Regions from separate parts of the Mus musculus genome. Here region 2 is linked to region 1. A link is a contact called in public promoter capture Hi-C data. All regions are on one chromosome and are shown on one strand. The core of a region is the stretch at or near the end of the contact, and the rest is flanking DNA. Distances in the headings are between cores, read along the strand shown.

Region 1 (4,613 bases), core at 1,105-3,604:
CACAAAAAAAAAAAAAAAAAAAAAATCTAAGGCTATCAGCTATAACATTACATAACTAAAGTCCAGGAAACCGTGAGAGTGAGTAAACTTGACCACATTGGATTTTTTTTTTTTAATCAAGAGGGAGGAGAAGAAAGCTGTTGCTACGCCACCCCCCCCACACACACACACCTCAAATACCCATTTACAGCATTCCTTCCCTGTTTTATTGAAATGTTCCATTTGTAGCATCAACATTTAGATTTTGATTAAGTGGAAAACTAAGTTTATGAAACAAATGATCTCATAATTTTTTTTGAAAAGCCCCAACGTTGAGTGTATATACTTTCTTCATACAGACTACGGTTTCTAAAGCCTGAAAACCAAGCTTCGAATAAAACAGGCTCAGTGGTTAAACACACAGGAGTCTAAGTTTGTTCTTTGTCCAGCCTTTCCAGATTAGCTTGGGTAAATTCATTAAGACGGCTCCCTGCTGAGCTATGTCCTCTGCTCATTACACAGAGTCTGTTCCCTCTCTTCCTGCTGACACTGACAGACCAGGGACCTAAAATAGATCCTAATTATTTTCCATTACTCCTCTCTGTTCAAAGCTTTGCATGGTTGTTTTGACTGTGAGACCTCATTAACACGGAGCTCATTAAAACCACAGAGAATGGATGAATCCACAAGAACAAAACTTTGGTTGTGGTAAAGGTATAACGGGCACAAGGTATAAACAGGAAATAAATATGAAAGATGCCATTCTAGCTCTCAGTACAGAAACAATGCCACTCAGACAATACAGTAGGTGACAGTGGCTCCCAGGGTTACAGGGGCTTTCATCCATTGATGAAATCCTCACCTTAGGATCCCCAATTATGGACTTAGGGAAGACAGTTTTCTTTGCTCCTCTTCCCAGTGTGGCCATATTAAATCTCTCCCTTTCAGCTTTAAAAAGGGAGGGAGGGAGGGAGGGAGGGAGTGAGGGAGGGAGGGAGGGAGGGAGGGAGGGAGGGAGGGAGGGAGGGAGGGAGGGAGGGGTAAAGAAAGACACACTAGAAGATATTTTAAATTGCCAATAATATTTTTAAAGATTATTTATTTATTTATTTATCGTGTAGTCAGCATTCTTCCTGCATGTATGCTAGCAGGCCAGAAGAGGGCACCAATTCTCACTATAGATGCTTATGAGCCACTCTGAGCCACCATATGGATACTGGGAATTGAACTCTGGACCTCTGGAAGAGCAGCCAGTGCTCTTAAGCTCCGAGCCATCTCTCCAGCCCTGTTAATAATATTTTGAAATGGAGATACCTCAAGTGTCTTGTCATAAGAAGTATCTTGTGGCCTGAACAGGCAGTGACGCTATCTCGGTGGGCATGAGTGATCTCATTAGCATGTGTTATGATAGACTTCAACAAACAACACTGGATTTACATTCAATCTCTTTATAACCATCCTAAAAGATTTGAAAGACAAATGCATATTTCTTATAGAGAAAACATAGCTCCAAGGCCAACAGTTGTTATTCAAGGTCAAAACTCATAAATAAAAGGAAGGAAAACAGGGCTGGTCTGTTTTCTTGAACTTAATCTCCCCCCCCCCCCGCCGCCCCCCGCCACACCCACCTCCCATGCGCAACCGTGTTAAGATTTTTCTTTTTTTTTTTTTTTTCTTTTTTTTATGGCATCTCCACCAGATTTATTTTTAAAGGAATGACCTAAGGGAGAAAAAACTAGGGTACAGAAGTATGGGCTAGAAAATAAATACAAATGTAAGCTGTTTCACTAATTTTATAACCACAAACTTGTACAGAGAATGAGGCCCTCTACAGAACACAACAGGTTCAGACGAGGCGTTCCCTTAACAAGGCTGAAGATCCGGACTCTGGTATTTGACATTTAGGATGCAGTCAGTCCACGCTTTTACCCAGATTTGAAGAGAAGAATGGCCACCTGACCCAGGTAGAAGTAGACGAAGTGTTTGGTTTCGTACGTCACGTAACTACCGAAGTTCCGGCCCACAATGCAGTGCCAGGTGGGGTTGTACTTCTTGTCAAACTCCTTCTTGATATGGGCCGCAATATCCTTCTCTGTGCTGTACTTCTCCAGCGCCTGGATAGCACACCTCACCGAGTCCTGCTGCATCTCTTCCGACATGTCTACAGTTTTTATCACTGCCTTCCGATCGCACATGGTTACCGCGGAGCAGGGGCCAATCGGCCGCTGCGTGCCCCTAGGGAAGATGCTGGCGGTGCTCAAGCAGCAGCAGCAGACAGCCGGTCCCTGCTGAAGCCGAAGCCGTGGCGCATCTCTTAGCTAAATATTTAACTGTATGCGTTTGCTACCTTTTCTTTACCCCTTCAGGAGCCATTTGGTAGGTGGTTTATTTTGTCACAAAAAGCAAGAAACCGCCTCATTGTGACTGCACAATTACCCGCTGACCCTCTGAGGTGGGGAGCCGAACCCTGGAGACCTGGCTTTTCATGAATCAGAAATTCACATGTGTGAGGAAATGCAGTGGAAGCAGCAGACACTGCTGTTGCTTGAGGGAAATATTTTAAATGAACCGGCCTACTCTCCAATAAAATCAAAACTTTTTTTTTTTTTTTTTTTTGGTTTTTCGAGACGGGGTTTCTCTGTATATCCTTGGCTGTCCTGGAACTCACTTTGTAGACCAGGCTAGCCTCTAACTCAGACTCCCGAGTCCTGGGATTAAAGGCGTGCGCCACCACGCCCGGCGCACTGTGTCTATTTCACGAGGGGGAAAAATGAGCGTATTTCCCTAAGAAACTTCAGAAAGACTGATTTAAACACGCGGGACCTGATGAACCTCTAATGGCTTCATCTTAATTAGTTATACCTGTGATGCTCCTGTTTCCAAATACGGGCACACGCCGGAGCTCTGTGTTCATATTCCTGAAAGATTCAATTAACCCATAACATTTGCTGTCATACCTTGCTGACATGTTCGCAGCTGTGTTCACAGACCTGAAGATGGCACTGTGCATCAGCTGAAAACATTCTCAAACCACCCGCAACAGAAAAATCCGCACACTGCCCACAGCCCTGGCTAATACATGAAATTATATAAAGATTCAGATCATATTTCAATTTGAATTGGATGTACCTACGTTACCATTTTTCCCCCCATTTTACTTATTTGAAGCTTCTGGTTAATTGCAAGTTCCCAGACAAGGTTAAGAGAGCAAGATTTACCCACAGATATGCAAGAAAAATTTCCGAGCCTTTGCAAGTGACTCATGCCTGATACCCCCAACTTTATAACTACTATAAGCTCTTAGTTCTTATCATTTCTCAGCAGTAAATGGGGCCACTGATTAGCAGAAAAGAGCAATCTTCCTGGCTTTGGCAGCCCATTCAACTAATCACAGTACTTGGGAGGCAGAGGCAGGTGGATGGATCTCTGTGAGTTCAAGGCCAGCCGGGTCTACAGAGCCAGTTTTAGGACAGCTGGGGCTACAGAGAAAACCTATGTCAACAGAAACAAAACAGAACAAAACAAACAAACCAAAAACAAAGAGGAGGAGGAGGAGAGGAGGAGGAAGAGGAGGAAGAAGAGGAAGAGGAGGAGGAGGGAGAGGAGGAGGAAGAGGAAGAGGACAGACAGAAATAACAAATCTCTTCCCCATTCTGGGCCCCTTTTCCTTTCTAACTTTTACATTTAAAAACAAAGAGTTAATAGCAATTTAAGCACTTATTAATGTTTAATATGTTCACTATGGCACAGAATTCCAGGAAAAATATGTACATGTCTTATTAATTACATCTCTCAATGCTATCACCCAATGCTTAATAAAAAGCAACGAGAGGAGGAAGGGTTTATTCTGGCTTGCAGCTCAACAGGATTATTCCACCATGGTGGGAAGACAAGGCAGCAGGCAGGGATGATATGGTGGCAGGAAGTGCCAGGTCAGAGTACACATCACACACAGTAAGCAGAGCACAGACAGGAAGTAGGGCCAGCCTGTAAATCTCATGTTCCTGGCCCACCACCTCAGTACTGGCTGCTTTTGTGTGTCAACATGATACAAGTTAGAGTCATCAGAGAGAAAGGGCCCTCATTTGAGGAAATGACTCCATGAAATCCAATGGTAAGGCATTTTCTCAATTAGTGATCAACTGGGGAGGGCTCAGACTATTGTGGGTGGTGCCACCCCTTGGCAGGTGGTCCTGGGTTCTATAAGAGATCAGGCTGAGTAAACCAGGGGCAACAAGCCAGTAAGCAGCACCCCTCCTAGGACTCTGCATCAGCTCCTGCCTCCAGGTTCCAGTCCGGCTTGAGTTCCTGTCCTGACTTCCCCCAATGTTAAACTATGATGTGGAAGTGTAAGATGAATAAGCTCTTTCCTGACCAATTTGCTTTTTGATCATGGTGTTTCTTCCCAGCAACAGAACCTCCAACTAAGACACCCACTTTCACCAATAAGGCTCCGCTTCTTTTTTTCTTTTTCTTTTTTCTTTCTTTCTTCTTTTTTGTTTGTTTGTTTGTTTTTTGTTTTGGTTTTTCGAGACAGGATTTCTCTGTATAGCCCTGGCTGTCCTGGAACTCACTTTGTAGACCAGGCTGGCCTTGAACTCAGAAATCTGCCTGCCTCTGCCTCCTGAGTGCTG
Region 2 (4,613 bases), core at 1,422-3,921, 210 kb after region 1:
AAGCTAGTCCTCCATAATTCCTGCTTCACTTAAGGACTGTTAGATGGTTCTGGGCCAGAAGTCTGAAGACAGATGCTCCAATGTTATAAGAAATTAAGGGACTGTCCAGGCAGTCAGCTGACTCCACAAAGTATAGCTTTATAAGCTATGTCTTTGTGCTTCCTACAGATTCAGGTAGTATATAATTTATTCTCAGATCTCTGATGGAATTGAAGACTAGTCATAATCTCATAATCAAACTTAAGTTGTTTAGCATTAAGGAAGATGATCTAGATTTATAAGGATGGATGTCAGATGGGAATACAAGTTAAATAAAACATAATTCAGGCACAGAATTGTAAACTTTTTAAGGGAGGATAGATGGTAGATTACTTTATCTACATTGACAAATATCATGGAATGGACGGTAAGTGTGTATCATAGTTTATAATTTGCATAATTGTTATAGTAGTGTTCAATGTATATCTGAGGGAGAGCCTTTCTTATTGGACAAAAAGGGGGAAGTGTTGTGGGTTGCCTGGATTCTGTTTGTATTCTGGTGTTAATTCTGCTTCCTCAAGAGGAGCTACCCTTTGACAAGCAGTTGATCACATACTCAGGTGATGTCATGCGAATCATTTGCCCATTCTTAACTGGTCAAATAAAGGCTAGAGCCTATGACTGGGCAGTGGAAGGAAAAGGAGGGACAAGAGGCCTTGAAGATCTGGGGAAGGAAGGAGGAGAAAAAAAGAAGAGAGGACAGAGGAGTAAGAAGAGTAGGAGGGGGAGGAAAAGGAGGAAGAGAAATAGAGCAGAACCATGTATAACAAGGAGAAACTGCAAGTAGCAAGGGTCTTATAGCTGGGGAAAAAGTTAGCATAGTGATAGAGCTGTTCAATCTAGTCTTATAGTTTATAAATATAATAGCTGGATTTTGTGTTTTTACACTGGTTTATAGGGGTTAATAATTCTTGTAACATAGAGTACTAGCAAATTCTAGTCATAAGCTTCACCTAGATTCATGTATGTGTTTTCATGTTTGAGTCTGAAGCAGGCGACTAGGAACAAAATTTATGTACCTCACATGTACTTATCATATTGTGGTCTTCAAGTGTTTCAGGGAATTGCTTAATATGATGGTTACATGTGTAAGTTTTTTTACAGTAAACTGAGACTATTCCTAACACTAACCTGTTAGGTCTCCAAGAAGATAATGGGGCCCTGCAATGCAGAATCCAGCTGGACTGTGGTAACACTGTCTTAGTCAGGGTTTCTATTCCTGCACAAACATCATGACCAAGAAGCAGTTGGGGAGGAAAGGGTTTATTCAACTTACATTTCCACATTGCTGTTCATCACTGAAAGAAGTCAGGACTGGAACTCAAGCAGGTCAGGGAGCAGGAGCTGATGCAGAGTCCATGGAGGGATATTCTTTACTGGCTTGCTTCCCCTGGCTTGCTCAGCCTGCTCTCTTACAGAACCCAAGACTACCAGCCCAGAGATGGTCCCACCCACAAGAAGCCTTTCCCCCTTGATCACTAATTGAGAAAATGCCTTACAGTTGGATCTCATGAAGGCATTTCCTCAACTGAAGCTTCTTTTTCTGTGATAACTCCAGCTGTGTCAAGTTGACTCACAAAACCAGCTAGTACAATTGACCCCTTGTCAACTTGACACACAAACACATCACTAGTAAGCCTCAACCCTTACATTCTTATTCATCCCCAATGTCTAAATAACTTTCAATGTCCCACAGTCTTTATATATTCTTAAAATTTCAATCTCTTTAAAATATCCATCTCTTTTAAAATCCAAAGTCTTTTTACAATTAAAAGTCTTTTAACTGTGGGCTTCACTAAAATAGTTTCTTCCTTCAAGACTGAAAATAACAGGGCACAGTCACAATCAAAAGCAAAAATCAATCTCCAACCATCCAATGTCTGGGATCCTCCAAGGGCTTGGGTCACTTCTCCAGCCATGCCCTTTGTAGCACACGTTGTCCTCTAGGCTCCAGATGCCTGTACTCCACTGCTGCTGTTCTTGGTGGTCATCTCATGGTACTGGCATCTCCAAAACACTGCATGACCCCTTCAGTGGTGGGCCAACAATTGCAACTGAGGCTGCACCTTCACCAATGGCCTTCCATGGCCTCTCACAGTGCCGAGCCTCAGCTGCTCTGCGTGACCCCTTCATGACTTCAAAACCAGTACCATATGGGTCACCCTTACACCTTACCAAGTCCTGCTGCTGCAGGAGTACCACCTTGGCTATTTCTGGAACACAGCCTCTTTGTGCTTTCAGAAAAACACTCCCAGAAGATATCACCTCAATGATGCTGGTCTCTTCTTAATCACCACTAATTTCTTAGCTCCAGCTAACCAGCATCAATAGTCCCAGTAATGCAAAGTTTTTGCTTTAGTAGTTCTGGTATCTTGTTAATCACAGCTGATTCTTCAGCCCCAGCTAACCAGAACCACAGAATAATCAAACTCCAAAATAGCAATGGCCCTGAAAAAGAGTCCTTAATTTTCCCTCTGAAATTTCACAAGCCAGGCCTCCATCTTCTGCACAGTTCTCAACCTTATCTTCCAAGCTCCTACACATCATCTGACAGAGCTCTTAACACAGAGTGGATCTTCTAGTCCTGCCAAGCACACTGGTCAAATCTGCTGAAAAGCCTTGGAGCCACTCACGAGGAAAAGAGTTTCAAGGAAACTCACGTCTTGGAGCTTTGGCATTCTCATTTACCCATATACTCATACCCTATTCCCGAGTTAGTCTGGTGTATGGAACTACGAACTCTCTTTTAGTATTATTTTATTATAAAAGCTTTTTAAGATTAAATTCTGAGATAGTTAAGTCTCCCCAGTGTTCCAAGCTCCCAGAAGCAGAGCTTAGAATCCTGTAAGAATGCAGTAAGGAAGTTAACCTATTCAGTAACTAATTAAGCATTACAAAAGACGGAGCCAGTGGCTCAGAGCTAGTCTACAAGGTGTTTACTAAGGACAGTAACAAATTGCATGCAAACAAGGAATACCACGAAAGAGCCAGGGAATCCCACTGAGATAGAAATCTTCAGTGCAGGCTACATTACATATTAGAAGCAAGTCAGTGAATTCTTCTGACAAATGGAGATTCTCCAGTTACTTAAAATTTACACTCATATAGGAATTTATCAAGGTCTAGGAGATAGGGGGGTTGTGATATTGCATTATTCATGAGGTCTGCCAAGAGCAGAACCCCCTGGTGCTAGCCTTCATAAGGTTCAAATGTATAGCACTAGAGTGTGAAATCCTTACCTGTCACTAAGCTGCCCCTAAGCAGGACTGCTTTATCTTTACTGTAACCTTCTACCTGGTTCCTATAAATCCTTTTGAAGTCATTCCTTTGTTTTGTATCAGGTAATTTCAATGTACTTTGCCTGCTACCCTTTGTATTTTCTGTACTATATAAGATTGGTGTTCACTTTGTGACAATACATTCAGATTCTACACAATCTCACCTGTTAGTCTGTCTGTCACCTGCCAATGCTTTGCCCACCTGCCCCAGAGACCCGTTCCACGCAGACAAAGGGACCCACAGGGTCTGTGACATAGCCCAATGTTCCAAAGTCCTTCCACAGTCCTCCCCAAAACATGGTCAGGTTGTCACAGGAATAACCCACTATGCTGGTACCAATTTGTCTTAGGGTTTCTATTCCTGGACAAAACATCATAATCAAGAAGCAAGTTGGGGAGGAAGGGCTTACACTTCCATATGGCTTACACTTCCATATGGCTTACACTTCCATACGGCTTACACTTCCATACTGTTCATCACTAAGAAATTCAGGACTGGAAATCAAGCAGGTCAGGAAGCAGGAGCTGATGCAGAGGCCATGGAGGGATGTTCTTTACTGGCTTGCTTCCCCTGGCTTGCATAGCCTGCTCTCTTATAGAACCCAAGACTACCAGCCCAGAGATGGTCCCACCTACAAGGGGCCTTTCCCCCTTGATCACTAATTGAGAAAATGCCTTACCATTGGATCTTATGGAGGCATTTCCTTAACTGAAGCTCCTTTCTGTGATAACTCCAGCTGAGTCAAGTTGACACAAAACTAGCCAGTTAACTACCATTGAGAAAATATTTTTGAAGATTCTGGCGCCAAGTTCTGCACAAACTATGGACAACTTTGGGTTGAATACTGTGTTCTACCTAAGCATGATTGCTACTAAGCTGACAAACACCTCCCAAAAATCAGCTTTGGACTATGAACTGCTCAGGACAATCAAATTGCTGATTCCATATGAGACTTAAATACACATTTTTCAGAATTTTGAATTCAAAAATACTTAGTCTTAAGCCTTCCAAATACAGCCAGGTGTGGTGGCGCACGCCTTTAATCCCCGCACTCAGGAGGCAGAGGCAGGCAGATTTCTGAGTTCGAGGCCAGCCGGGTCTACAAAGTGAGTTCCAGGACAGCCAGGGCTACACAGAGAAACTCTGTCTCGGAAAAACCATAAAAAAAAAAAAAAAAAAAAGAAGACTTCCAAATACAACCAAGCTCAGCATGTTGGAAAGCTTAGCACAAATAGCTTTATTAAATATGTTTTACTGTGTTTGCATTAAAACCATGCCCTTTTTATTTAGACAAA

Evidence for each region. Promoter capture Hi-C pulls out the DNA fragments that hold promoters and counts their contacts.
Region 2: a contact with region 1 is called in a promoter capture Hi-C map of embryonic stem cells, with 2.5 times the contacts expected there. The contact joins the enhancer-like site here to the promoter of BC048507 in region 1. A contact is called at or near these places in 6 of 39 promoter capture datasets (the 3T3-L1 cell line, embryonic stem cells, hippocampal neurons and 2 more) and 3 of 9 other capture datasets (adipose tissue, liver and pancreatic islet).

What each region holds. Positions count from the first base shown.
Region 1 is chr13:67,861,067-67,865,679 of GRCm38.p6, reverse strand. BC048507 (cDNA sequence BC048507) reads right to left here and starts at 2,354. Exons shown (of 1, transcript NM_001001185.3): 1 at 1,757-2,354. The coding sequence starts at 2,174. The coding sequence ends at 1,905.
Region 2 is chr13:67,651,044-67,655,656 of GRCm38.p6, reverse strand. No RefSeq gene overlaps it. Among named protein-coding and RNA genes, the nearest start is that of Zfp729a, 16 kb to the right of the region's middle. Within about 2 kb of position 2,671, at least 6 of the 459 cell types and tissues checked have an H3K27ac peak or open chromatin away from gene starts, as enhancers often do. A contact at or near this core is called in embryonic stem cells, where this site is marked.